Linked DNA regions of Rattus norvegicus: regions 1 and 2 are each linked to region 3. The links are chromatin contacts, called in public Hi-C maps. All regions are on one chromosome and are shown on one strand. Each heading gives the region's core, a stretch centred on a gene start, on an enhancer-like site or on the middle of the called end of the contact. The rest is flanking DNA. Distances are from core to core; before and after follow the strand shown. Region 1 has its middle 110 kb from the start of Ddit4l. Region 2 has its middle 330 kb from the start of Ppp3ca. Region 3 overlaps Emcn (endomucin).

Region 1 (4,366 bases), core at 1,451-3,950, 280 kb after region 3:
CATGCACATGCATACACACAGACATGCATACACACACACACATGCACATACACACACACACACACACGTATCCTCCTGCATTCTCATTATTTCTTTCTACGACGTTCACTGTCATCCTTATTTTTTTAAATTGGTTATTGATTTAAAATTTTTTTGTTTGTGTATTCTTTTGTATGTATGAGTACTCTGGTGGCATGCCAGAAGAGGGCATCAGATCCCTTCACAGATGGTCGTGAGCCACCATGTGGTTGCTGGAAACTGAACTCATGACCTCTGGAAGAGCAGCCAGTGCTCTTAACTGCTGAGCCATCTCACCGACCCTGTCCATACTTTTCTTATTATTGTGACAAAAGCAGCTTACAGAAAGTATGGTGGTTTGAATCTGCTTGGCCCAGGGATTGGCACAGTTAGGAGCTGTGGCCTTGTTGGAGAAAGTGCGTCACTGTGGGCGTGGGTTTTGAGACCCTCCTAGCTGCCTGGAAGCCAGTCTTTTCCTGGTTGCCTTCAGAGCAAGATGTAGAATCCTCAGCAGCTCCATGTCTGCCTGGACGCTGCCATGTTTCCCACCTTGATGATAATGACTGAACCTCTGAACTGTAAGCCAGCCCCAATTAAATGTTGTCCTTTCTAAGAGCTGCCTTGGTTATGGTGTCTCTTTGCAGCCATGGAGAGCCTATCTAAGCCGGAAGTAAAGACTCGCTTTGCCACACAGTTTGAGGGACAGTCCACAATGACAGGCAAGTGTCACATGATGAGGTGGTGCTTACATTGTGTCTGTGTAAAGGAAGCTAAGAGAGATGAATGTTCTGCTCAGTTAGCTTTCTCCTTTTGAAAGTTGAATCCGTCATTATTTTACGAGTCTGAATGCTTTGCCCGAATGAATGCATGTGCACCACTGGCCTGCCTGGAAGCCAGAAGAGGCATCGAGTCACCTGAAACCGGAGTTACTGGCAACTTGAGCTGCCATGTGGGTTGAAGGAAGCAAACTCTGACCCTTTGCAAGAGCAGTAGTTGCTCTTAACTGCTGTGCCCTCTCTCATACCCCTCCCCTTTCTCCTTTTTATTCAATCAGATCCCAGCCTATGGGAGAGCTGGACCCATACTCAGGGTAGGCCTTCATTCTCACTTAAGTGTTCTGGAAACACTCTCACAGACACATCCAGGGGTGTGTTTCCATGTTGATCCTAAACCCAGTCACGTTGACAAAGAAGCTGGACCTTCATCACGGTGAAGATTTTACTCACAGGCAAATGACTAAAAACGACAGAGCATGTGATTGGGACACCGGTCCTTCTCGTTCCAACTCGGTCCCCACTCGGTCCCCATTACACTAGCTACACCTCGCCTCTGTTTCCAGTTTGACTTTGAGGACTTTCACCAAATGGACTATCGATGGTTTTACACGAAGCTTTTCAAGAATGGAACAAAATCTCTGAAGGCGAAGCAGCCCCTGTCAGAACAGCACAAGAAACCTGAAAAGAAAAAAAAAAAAAATTGATGCCTCTCTGACCAACTTCGGAGTCATCGCACCATCACGAGGCACTTTGGTCTGTGAAGTGTCTACAGTTTGGTTTCTTGATTTATACTTAATTTTAGAGCACCCAACCGGGATGTGGGCTTCAGCTGAAGAACTCTGGGATACAGGCCGTGGGACCATTGCCATTCTGAAAGCATCACTGAATTCTGACTCACCATTTATGGACAGCCTGTTCTGCCTTGGGCACTGTGTGTCACTTCCCTCACACCCCATGCTCTGGGTCACTATACCACCTTTGTGGTGCCAGCGATGTGATGACGAACCAAGTTATCAGATAAACTGCTCTCTTCTCTTCCTTTACTTGATTTAAATACAGCCCGTGGATGTCACACCAGTCAAACAACGCCCTTCCGCTAGCCAGTACTTTTCCGTTACCTTGTTGTAAGCACATCTGGCCCTGAACTTGATCCAAGTCAGGCAAGATACATCCTAGACAGCTAGAGGTTAATAAGCATCTGAGTGGTTAAATTTAGCCTTTATTCTACTATCCCGAAAAGGGCTAGTTCCCCTTGGAATGTGGGTTTTGTTCCATTGCCAAGTCTCGTGTAAAACTAATAATAGACCCACTTGGTGAGAGTCCTTAAGTAAAATTAGAAAGCGAGGCAAACCGCACAGGTAGCCGATCCCAGATTGCGGTTCTGGGACTGGTCAGTGGAGGGCGCCACTCGCCGAGCTGTCTAACTGAAGGTTTAGATCTCTCAATGTCTCTGCTAAACTGAGCATTTCAAACACCTTCATACAGTCGCTGTGAACATTAAACAACATGAGAAAGTGCACGGCACATACTAGCTACTTCACACGTGTTCCTTTCCTTTTCTTCTACCCCAGCCCCACCCCCAATCCCCAAAATTAACGTTGCCATTAAATTTGCCAAATAAGGCAAAGACTACTGAGGTCGATTGCAGCTGCAAGATTACAGAGTCTCTCTGTCCCACCCAAGTGCTTAAGAAGTGTCGGGCACAATCCAAACTCCAAAGGATGTTAAATGCTGTTCCCCTGCCACCCACTCTAGCCACCAGGGCCCCAATGCACATTAAAATAAGATTAGGGCAATGATTTAAGCTGAAAATTGGGCTGCCAGGGGAAAGCACGGGCCTCACTCCTGGGGGATTAACTATACCTATGGGTTCAGCGGCAGGCGCCTCGGGCTGCCTGACGTCAGCGCCCCGGGTTGTTTTTGCCCCCCGCAGTGTGGGAAGGAATGGGAGTGGAGTGGGTGAAGGAGAGCGGTGCCTCTCCAGCGCCAGCGTAGCCCGCCGGCGCCCTCTAGTGATTCTTAGCCGACACAGGTTTCTCTAAGAAAACAAAGCCGGGAGCCAGATATAGATAACTCACAGGTTTTATCCTCGCTCTCCTCCTAGGTTCAGAGAGTTCCCCAGCACCAACCATCACAGGAAGTTGCTGATGAGAGAGAGGAGGAGTATTAGTACTGCTTTGTGGCAGTCCTGAACAAACCTCCAGTTTAGGAAGTGATAAGGACTTTAATATTTGGAGAGAGTTCTGAAATGTTCTTAGCAGTCTTCACAAAAAAAGCAGATGGCAGCAGAGAAGGGAGATTTAGACCGCCCTCCATGAGCTGGCTTCTCCTGGAGACAGTCTGGCTGCCACTGCATACCAGGACGGATACCCATGCTCAACAACAAACAGGAGGCAGTTACAGCTCCTCCTGTGTGTCTACTTCCTGTGTCAATTTCATGAACCATGGCGAAAATAGGCAGTAAAGCTCTATCCTGCTTAGGAATAAATAATAAATGATCTGGACTCCACAGCAGGCAGGTCTAGAGAGGAGAAATATTTTGTATATATTGCCTTACTTCAGCAGGTGAGAGGAAGAAGCAGCGTTCTACAGATGAGGCGTGGTGGTTTCAGGAGAGGCAACGTTCACTCCCACCCCAACTCAACCAGAAACACACATACACACAGAATCACATACAAATGCACAAATACAGACACATACACACACAGTCACACATACATCATACCTACACACAGAGAAATGCATATAGACCCACACACAGGCACATACACTCACAGTCTCACACACACACATCACACAAATGCACACAAATGAACATATGCACACACATTACACACACACGCGTGTGCACACACACCACACACACACACACCAGAAATGTAACTTGGCCGTGTTAGATTAAGAAAACAGAAAGCCATTAGCTTATCTCTGAACTCTGAGCCCCTGTTACAAACTACCACTTAAACATCAACAAACTGAACAAGTATTTATTTGTTCATTAATTTATTTTGAAACAAGTTGGTTCCCTGTGGCCCAGTCTGACCTTGAACTTCTGATCCTCCTGCATCTGCCTTCTGAGTGCTGGGAATTCATATGTAAGCTACCACACATAAGAGGTGTATATGGTTTGTTACAGAAAGTGCGGACTTTGGTCAATCATAAACAGCCTCACCCTTCAGCCAGTTATAGGCCTCCTGTATTGGTTTGCCTTCTGTTGTTGTGTCAAACACCAGGTAAAGACAACTTGGAAAAGGAAAGGTTTGCCTTACCACTTAGAGTTCATCATGAAGGAAACTCAGGGCAGAAAGAAACTCAGGACAATCCACGAGGGCAAAGGGAGCAGAAGCAGCAACCAGGGTCCAGATGGCTTAGAGTGATGGAAGAACAAGAGTTCTTAGGGTTACCTGCAGGAAGAGCCGATTGGTCACAACACAGCACTGAATCATCACACGGGCAAGAAGAAGAAGAACCAAGACTCGTATTGAATCTCAAATCAGGAAGCTCTCTGCAGGGTCATCCCCAAATGAGGTCAGGCAGCTATGCTTAGAGGCACTCCCCAATCTCCAATTAAG
Region 2 (4,809 bases), core at 239-2,738, 460 kb before region 3:
ATGTCATAACCAACCTGTTCTGAGAGAACCCAAGAGGCTGTCTGCCATATATGCCCATTCTACCAGCCCAGTCCCAGTGAGAGCATTGGATTAGAGCTGTAAACTGGAATTTATGTCCATAAGAAATGAATGGACCAGATTAACATTCAAGAATACCACTTTTCAAAAATATAACAACCTCAATAGAAAAACCTATACTCAATATAGTTATTGTATCTCTATATTTTTGTTTTTTTCTAGAAGAATCTCAAAGGGCATATAATTTCAAATTCTATGCCTTTTGGACCATGATCGCCCTAAGTGTACTTTTCCAAATCATTCACTTTCTGACTCTTGTTTTCCCCATAAGACTGTCTGTGGCCCAATCGTAATTCTGAGCATCTGGTATCTAGTGTTCTTGGCTCTTCTAAAACCCCTGACTTCTGGAACTCTAGAATTCTTTAAAAAATGGGTTTGGTCACACTTTAAAACAGAAGCAATGCACAGTTAAGAGTGACATCTGGCCTTGCCCTGGGCCCACCCCATACTCCATCTCATTCTGCTCAACATCCAAGAAGGATATGTACATCATGAAGACTAAAAGGCTAACGAGTTGGGTCAAGGGCACACAGCTGGAGTTGAGTGGCTTTTCATTTATATTTATGGAGGTCTGAATCCAAAGCCAGTGTCCTGTCGGTTGCCTCGAATTAACAGAGACTTTTCTTAGGAAAAATCTGCCCAATGATATGCAAAAGCATTTGTTCATGCTTCAGTATCTCTCCTGAAATCTTCATGGTTAGAACTAGTCATATAACTTCTCTTTTCTCCTTGATATATGAGTTTCTTTCCTTTAGCCTTATCCCTTTTGGATAGAACAGTGGACAGATCTACCCTATGGAAGCTTTCCTAGGACTGACTGAAAGTTTTCAACCTAAAGAGAAAATGAAGGCAGGCTTTTGAAATGGCTAAATCTCAAAATATAGATTGGTAACACTTTGGCAGAACTGGTCTGGACCCAGAGCTCAGTGTGGGCTGTATTTCCTCAGCGCTCAGCCCTCTTAGCAGGCATCTAAAGATGGTTTTTGACTTTGAAGAATACATAGGCATGAATATTTGCCCTGTTAAAGGGATATATTTTATTTGTTCATTACTGAAGAAAGATATACTATACTAAGTAAGGTTTCATTTGCTTTTTATTTATAAAATAACAGTGTCTCCACATTTTGAAGCTATAGGTTATTTTCTACAAAACAAAATCCATACAGAAACTGCCAAATATAAAACTGTTAAGTGTGGAAGTGCTTGGCTGGAAGTTAGGCATTCACAACTCCAAGGCTCCCCCAAGAATCTCCCACACACACGCTTAGTTGATTTGTGGTACTGTAAGACAGTCTGTAAGACACACTGAGGACAGCACCACTCTGGATTTTTTGGAAGGTCATTTCTAGTTCTGACGTCCAAGGACCCTGTAGATTTCCATCTGTTCTGTCCTCTGACCACACCAATGTCACAGCATGCTCTAGCCCTTCCACAGGGCATCTTCTTCAGGTCTTCATCATTTCCACTCTGGGAGCTGAGCCCGCCCCAGCTCACTACTTCCGGTTCCTCCACCATTAACATTACAGCGCTTGAGCTAGTCTGCTGAGGTCCCTCCCTGTCTTTATTCTCCTCACTGTATTCACAGACCAGGACATCTATATCCCCAAACAATTTACAAACACATTTCTCTACAATGGTGTATTATGGTATGGCAAAGGAAACGGTGTTTCTATGTTGTTCATTTCTGAAAGAAGTGGAGATCCCAGCTCAGAGCAAACCAATGCCAATGACTTGAAGTTTGGGCGGCTGGCTCATACTGCTACTGCCTCCCAGTGGTCCTTCTAGTCGCTCGTAATAATGATCATCTAACAGAGGGATGAGAATTTTCATGAAACCGCATACCACTTCGGAGGAACGGTGTACAATGCAGTAGGTATCCACCTCAGGCGAGTTATCATTCACCGCTGATATCAGTCATAATGCACCATTAGAAATCGGCTGAGTCTCTTCCAAAAGAACATGTTCTGGAACATTACACCTCAGCTTTCTAATTTAAGCAGTGTAAGGGTAGAAAACAACCACTCTAAACAGTGGAGATGACTCCTAATTATCAAGGTTTTGTGTGAATTAAAACAGGATGTACTAACTTTTCCACTAAATACCTAGCAGATAATTGGGGCTTATTTCACAGTAGCAATTTTCGTTCTGATTGAAGGCTTTGGATGGAGACATTGGACAAATATTTTAAACACCCTGTATCCCAAAGCAGAAAGACAGCTCACTGATGTTCAGCAGGGAAGATATCAAGGTTCACTGTCCCTTTTTTCTGTCATATATCCACTAGCATTACGGGAATTGTGCAAGTTAATGACGAAACCCAATAGAGGTCCAAATTATTATTAAAGCATAAATGATATAAATTTTCCCAAAGTATATCATATTAAATCATTTCCTCAAAAAAGGCAAGCAAAGCCAGGAAGATAAAAACATTTTGAAAAACTCAAAGAATCCTGTCTTTTCCCCAATGTCAAATAATGGGGCCTCAGCAAGAACTATTTTGCTTTTCTGTGAGGTAACTCTTTATCCAAAAATTATTAGAAGAATGCTAAGGATGTTTCTTAGTCAGATGCTAGGTTGTGGCAGTATCCCTTCACTTTAAAAGTTTCTTTTTTAAATTTACATGAAGCAGTTTTCTTACAATTTTATCATAAGGAGGAGTTGGTGGAGGTGGAAATGCTATTTGAGGATTAGCTTTTCAAGAAAAGATGATCTGAAACACTTCAAAAAATGAACCAAATAAAACAGCATTTGAAAGGCAAGACACGAAGTGGCAGGTCATACAATTCATGTCTACATACCAATTGGTTAAGCCGGAAGTATAAGCAAATGATTCCTTTCATGTGATCATTCCAAATGTAACTTTTGATATTGTTTTTCCTGGTTATAAAAACTAAGATTTAGAGACAAACACCGAGAAAGGTAAGCCTACAAAAGAGTGGTTCCAAAAACATGGACTCAAATACCCCACTTTAGAGAAATTTAAGGAGATGATCATCCATCACTCTCCTCTGGGCTTCTCCTCTGTCACTAAATTGGATTGTACATATATTTCAAGCTATGGTTAAGCAAATCCAGTTACCATGGTGACATGATACCCCTTTAAATTCAGTATGTGATATCTAATTTTGGGTGTTAACTATTTGGGTGCAAGTTTCAGACAGACTGATAAAAAACATTACCCAGTTTTTTTTTTGTTTTTTTTTGTTTTTTTTTTTTTTTTTAAATTGCCCTGCCTTTGACCTGGTCAATCTTTTCTTCACTTAGACTGAATCTAATTTTTTTCTACATGATTTAAGTAGATGGTTTCTCCTTTCTGAAACTGGCTGCAGGACTTTAAAAATAACACAGAGAGGCAAGCAACTTCTCCTATGTAGGATAGAAGAAAGTTCAACATGTGAAAACAAGCAAAATCATTTTTTAAAGAATTTCCTTGCTAGCCCTCATTAAAAATGACATTTTCAAAATAAATCCCTAATATTAGAGCTTGTTGGGCTCTCTAATTTTAGTCTTTTCCCTCCCACACCCAGTCACGAGCTTTGCATTTTTCAAGTCACACTCTCTGGCTTAAGAATGAGGGAGCTGTTTTACATGGAAAACAGTACGCAAGTACATGTTGCAGCAAACAGGATGTATGTGTGTGTGTGTGTGTGTGTGTGTGTGTGTGTGTGCGTGTGCACATGTGCACACGTGCTAATAATGAGTGATATGTACTCTGTAAATGAAGCAAAATCTTAATTAAAAATTATTTATTCATGTCATCTCACCCATCCAGTCCACTCCAATGGGTCCTTCAGACCACTTCCTCTTCTTCTTCTTTTCATACCCTCTTTCTCAACTCTATCACACTGTCCCTTCGTTATGTTCAAATACTCGGGCATCATTTAGTGGAAGAGAGGCTAGGATCTTTTCCTTAGCTCTTGGACACTGTGTCTGCAAAGTTGGGGACCTCTGAGGGCTACAAATACTTCACATAGAAATATCCCAAGCCAAACCAGCATCCTCTCTGGCTAGCATAGGTGGGCTCTCTGAGGAAGTGCTTATGTGTTATATTATGAAGCTTTCAGTGGCTTATTAATCTGGGAAAGATGTGTACAAGAAATAAATAAAGGATCACTAAGATTACTATAAATGAACTCATTGCTATGATTTATTTCTTCCAAGATATTTGCCTTGTGGATATTTTTCTAGAGGTCCTCTTTTGGTCTTGACACCCTGTGACATTATTCCCATGTCTTCTGTATCTATAAGGCAGCTCACCCATCAATCTGTCTATCCATTCCTTTATCTCTGCTTTTTTTTGACTATATTTTTTTTCTTTATTAACTTGAGTATTTCTTATTTACATTTCGAGTGTTATTCCCTTTCCCGGTTTCCGGGCAAACATCCCCCTAATCCCTCCCCCTTCCCTTTATGGGTGTTCCCCTCCCCATCCTCCCCCCATTGCTGCTCTCCCCCAACAATCTAGTTCACTGGGGGTTCAGTCTTAGCAGGACCAAGGGCTTCCCCTTCCACTGGTGATCTTACTAGAATATTCATTATCTCTGCTTTTTGACAAACAAATATAACTCCTTTGTAATAAAATACATTTTGCCTAGACATTCAAGGAGTTTAATAACTGGATGAGTGTTGATAAATAAAATGTCAATTAACTACAGCTCCAATGGCTGTTAATAAGGGAAAACAGTGGGTACAATCTTTTCAAATAACATTGGGAATTTAACTGTAGAACTC
Region 3 (4,522 bases), core at 1,765-4,264:
GGTTTTCATTTTGTAAAAATGTAAGATTTATGAACAAACAGAATAGTCTTTAGAATCTGTTTATCCTGGGACAGAATAGAAGGGATATAAAAGTGGTTTTAGAGTATATTTAACTTACTTTACCTCTCTCTTACTGTCAGACTTGTTAACTTATCTCCCTGAACCACAGAATCTCGCATTCTTAAAACACAAGATTAAATATACTTCCTTAGGGATAAAATTACCTGGTACATATACAATAATAGTATCATGCTTCATTTTTTCTTGCATCTCATGCACAAATTCCTGGCACTTAATAACTATTTAAACTGATTAAGGAAGAGGAAACCCTCCCTTAATATTAATTTCTATAGAGTTATCCAAAGTGAATAGATCTCAATTCATAATAATGTCCAGGTAAGCATATGTTACTATCTCAGGTTAGTCACATTGATATCCCAAAGTAAAGTGAATGACTTTGGGGTAAAACTTTCCCATTCCTGTATAAATTGTCCCAGTTTACAAAGGTAAGCTCTGAGGAGAATAGAAATCTATCTAAACCAAGTAAAGGCAGAAAAACTCCCCTCTGATGTTCTACTGGTAACATAGACATCTCCAGAAAATGCACAAAAGAGCTGTGAAAAAGCAAAGCATCATCTGACAAGAATCTACATTCTTAAAGCTGGAAGAAAGTTCTAGGATTCCTACCATTGTACTCTCCTCTGTCAACAGAGCTACACCAATTGCAAGCATAGTACATAGTAGCCCTCATCTGAACTATGTTGTTCTGGCTGCTTTTCTAATCCACCATTTCGTTTCTGATAAGGAGAGCCCAGCATAGACTTCATTCCTTCCTTGGGTGTCAGGATGTTCAACATCAGGATGCCAGTGTCAGCATCAGCACCTGTACTTGTTATCTAATACCAAGTGGAAAACACCAAAACATACAGGCAACATTAAATGGACTCAATGGGCTGTATTTATATATTTATGCGCTTGTATAAAAATAATAATAAATACATGAATGTAGTGGGGGGCTGGAGAAGCCACTAGCAGAAAGGTAAGTTGGGGGAAGGCAGAAGAGGAGAGCTGGGCAAAAGCCTCCTTGATTGGCATTCATGCTTAGGAAGTTATTAAAGGGTCATCAGGGAATCCTCCAGCCCAAAAGAATCTTGGAAGGTATCTAAGGCTCTCGGTATTGTCACCTTGGCCAGACTTTCATCCAGCCTGGGGAATCACAGCCACCTACATTTCTATAACTTCAGGCCTTTGAATACAATTCTCAGGTCAAACTCAGATTTCTTCAGCTATCATTGAAGTCTTCTATTAGTGAAGGTTCAAACGACTTATGAAGTTTACAGGAAAAACGTGTACATCGTGCTGCATGCCTTTGATCCCAGCACTCTAGAGGAAGGGGCAGTTTTGAGCCATCTCCTTTACTTAACGAGTCCAGGATAGCCAGAGATGTATAATGAAACCTTGTCCTCAAAACCAGAACGTGGCCTCTCTCAGCACGTATGGGAAAAACACGAACACATTTCAGTGCAAGAGATTTGGCTCTAAGAGAACTTGCTTCACATAGTTTGATGTGAATTTTGACCTGAAGTCATTTAAGTTGTGATGGAGTGCCTCTGTAGATCACTAACCAACAGAATCACGAAACTCAGGACCCAGTGCAAACACGTGATCTAAGAAGGGCATGAGTTCTAATTTCTCCCACTCCTGACTTCTCCAGGCATTTTTTTTTAAAGGCACCTGAAACAGAGATGTTTGAAAAGTCAATTTCACATGGCTATACTCTGAATTTTTTTAGGAAATCAGACAAACTGCCTTTGGTTGAAAAGTTTACCTTCCTAAAAGACATAATCATACATTATAACAATATCATATAGCCTATATTACATAATGTTATATAATTTAAAATAACTATGCTAGGATCATTTATTCTCCTAGTCGATTTAATCTTTATGGCAACAATATAATGTTAAACTATTCTAGCCCCATTTACATGTAAGAAAATCAGACAAAAGGAGGTTAAATCGCTTGTCAAGTCTCCACAGGAAGTAAGCTTTGCAGTTAGAGTTTGACTCTGGCTTTCAGAACCATGTTCTTACCTACCGCATTAGTCTTCATCTGGACCTTCCCTGACCATGGTATTTTGGTAGAAATTTGCAGTGGCACATTTTTCACACAATAAATGAAGCTCAAGATCATCAGATCACACTATGAATCCCTCTGTTATAGTCACAGATGTGTGTGTGTGTGTGTGTGTGTGTGTGTGTGTGTGTGTGTGTGTGTGTGTGGTGTTGAATTCAGAAAAGATATTATTTTGGTTTTTTTAAAGATTTATTTATTGTATATAAGTGCACTGTAGCTGTCTTCAGACACACCAGAACAGGGCATCAGAACCCATTACAGATGGTTGTGAGCCAATATGTGGTTGCTGGGATTTGAACTCAGGACCTCTGGAAGAGCAGTCAGAGCTCCTAATCACTGAGCCATCATTCCAGTCAGAAAAGATTTCTTAAGAATTCCAGTTACAGGAAAAACAAAAATAGAAACTTGGAAGTTTCTACTTCACCCGCCCTGACCATTCACTTAAGAATGTTATCAAAGCAATCTTTTGACTCACAGTGGTAACCACTGACCCTGGACAATCAAATCAGCTTTTCTACAGAAAGCTTGGGGTGGCGTAGCTTGAATCAGAAAGAGTCCTCAGTCCACCCTTGGCCTGAAAATAAGGAGGTAATGAGGGAGTATAGGGAGTCTTGAAAACTAGCTGTTCTAAATTGAACAAGCACTGGTTATTCAGCAAGCCATCTTGTCCTGTACCTAAACACCCAAAAGACTATTCACCCCCACACAGCCCTTGACACAGGAAAACAAAACTAACAGTACAGAGCTCTCGGCTAGCTCCTGCACTTTTGCTTAATATTTTTTTTCCTTTTTTCGTTTTCCCCCCTGCTTTGTGCACTAGCCTGACATTTCTCTTTGTTCCTATGGGCATGTATCCAGCTCCTTCCCACATATCTCTTGCCTGGCAAGCAGAGTGTCGACTCCCAACATGATTCTGCCCCCACAGAGCATGCAGCGTGTGCTATGCTGTGGGTGGCAGAGGAGAAAGGAGCCATGGCGCAGCCCTAGAAATATTAATCTCTCTGGTGCCATTATGCAGGGTCTCAACACCTCTACGGGATCCTCAGCAAAATGGATTTGTCGGTGCAGGGAAGCAGTCAGTCTTGTTTAGTGCCCACTGGCTAAGGCAGGAATTGGTGGGAGGGATGTTGAGGCCTTTTGCACTCTGGGAGCTTTGTGGAAGGATGAGCCAGCAGCCATGATACAAAGACAGTGAAATGCAGTGCTTTATGTCACATATATTAATCTATGTTGTCTTATATTTAAAATTTTAATAATTTTTATTATTAATAATAATCTGCTTAGTCCTCTGATTAAATAAGGAAAGAACATTTTCCTTAAAGGAAGAAAAGATCATGATCAATGATACAATCTACCAGTCATTATTCAATGGAAGATGCTCATACAGTTGTAGCAACTTATGGAGGGAAATCAAGGAGTCTCTACCATTTCTCCTGGACTTCTTATCAAAGGCTACGTAGTGATCTTTTATCTTCGACCATTGGAAAATAACATAAAATCAGAAGCTTTCTACATTTATATCTATGTTAAGCATGTGTGATAGACAAAATAGCATTTACCAAGGTCAAAAATATCTGACGTGTGGTTAGTGTTTATCGTAGATTGACATCTCACAAGAACCTCATGCTTTTGGTTCTGTGAAATGGGGACCAGAATATGAGACTTGCTCACATTTTCTTAGGCAGTTCTCCGGATGACGTAATGTCGATATCCAGTTCACGTGGTGCCAAAGTCTGCTATCTTTCCAGAAGAAATACGTGATGTCAAGTTCAGCATTACCATTTCATGCATCTCTCTTATACAGAAATAAAGTGTTTTCCCAGATCTTTCAAAATGCAGACTGTTTAAATCTTCAAAGAAACCCAATACTGAAGTCTCGGTGCCTAAACTGAGCCTGGGTTTGTGATTTTCCTACAGGTACCAATCAACTGCCAGATGACCAAAAACCAAAGACGACCGAGACGCCCTCTGCATCGCTAACAACTGCAAAAACCATCTCACAGATTCAGGGTATGATTTTTGTGTATCTAGATGGAAACTTCTTCTACTTCACTCTTCTTTATGGAATAAATACTATCCATCTTCATTTTTGAGACACACTCTTGCAGGGTGAGAGAAAATTTTGCATTTGCGACATCATAACGATAAATCATGAATATATCCTTAAATGGGAGCAGAGGGAGGGTTATGTGGATTATCATATTTATCAAAGGTGACTTTAGCTATGTTCTTTCTCAAAATAACAGATACTGAGGATGGGAAGATCACAGCCACTACATCAACCACCCCCTCCTATTCCAGTGAGTAGCATATGTATTTCCATTCCTGGAAACAGACACACAGAATATGTGAGTGAGAACAATGAAGGAATGGGGCTGTGGATAGC

The links. A called contact is a pair of places that touch in the nucleus more often than the background predicts.
Region 1: a contact with region 3 is called in a Hi-C map of the A7r5 cell line, with 2.9 times the contacts expected there. The contact joins two enhancer-like sites. A contact is called at or near these places in 4 of 12 Hi-C or Micro-C datasets (the A7r5 cell line, the Rat2 cell line, Schwann cells and 1 more).
Region 2: a contact with region 3 is called in a Hi-C map of frontal cortex, with 2.1 times the contacts expected there. The contact joins two enhancer-like sites.

What each region holds. Positions count from the first base shown.
Region 1 is chr2:228,910,116-228,914,481 of GRCr8, forward strand. No RefSeq gene overlaps it. Among named protein-coding and RNA genes, the nearest start is that of Ddit4l, 110 kb to the left of the region's middle. Within about 2 kb of position 2,701, at least 50 of the 93 cell types and tissues checked have an H3K27ac peak or open chromatin away from gene starts, as enhancers often do. A contact at or near this core is called in the A7r5 cell line and Schwann cells, where this site is marked.
Region 2 is chr2:228,170,818-228,175,626 of GRCr8, forward strand. No RefSeq gene overlaps it. Among named protein-coding and RNA genes, the nearest start is that of Ppp3ca, 330 kb to the left of the region's middle. Within about 2 kb of position 1,489, at least 3 of the 93 cell types and tissues checked have an H3K27ac peak or open chromatin away from gene starts, as enhancers often do.
Region 3 is chr2:228,626,292-228,630,813 of GRCr8, forward strand. It overlaps Emcn (endomucin), which reads left to right. Exons shown (of 12, transcript NM_001004228.1): 6 at 4,054-4,146; 7 at 4,383-4,436. Among named protein-coding and RNA genes, the nearest start is that of Emcn, 64 kb to the left of the region's middle. Within about 2 kb of position 3,015, at least 32 of the 93 cell types and tissues checked have an H3K27ac peak or open chromatin away from gene starts, as enhancers often do. A contact at or near this core is called in the A7r5 cell line and Schwann cells, where this site is marked.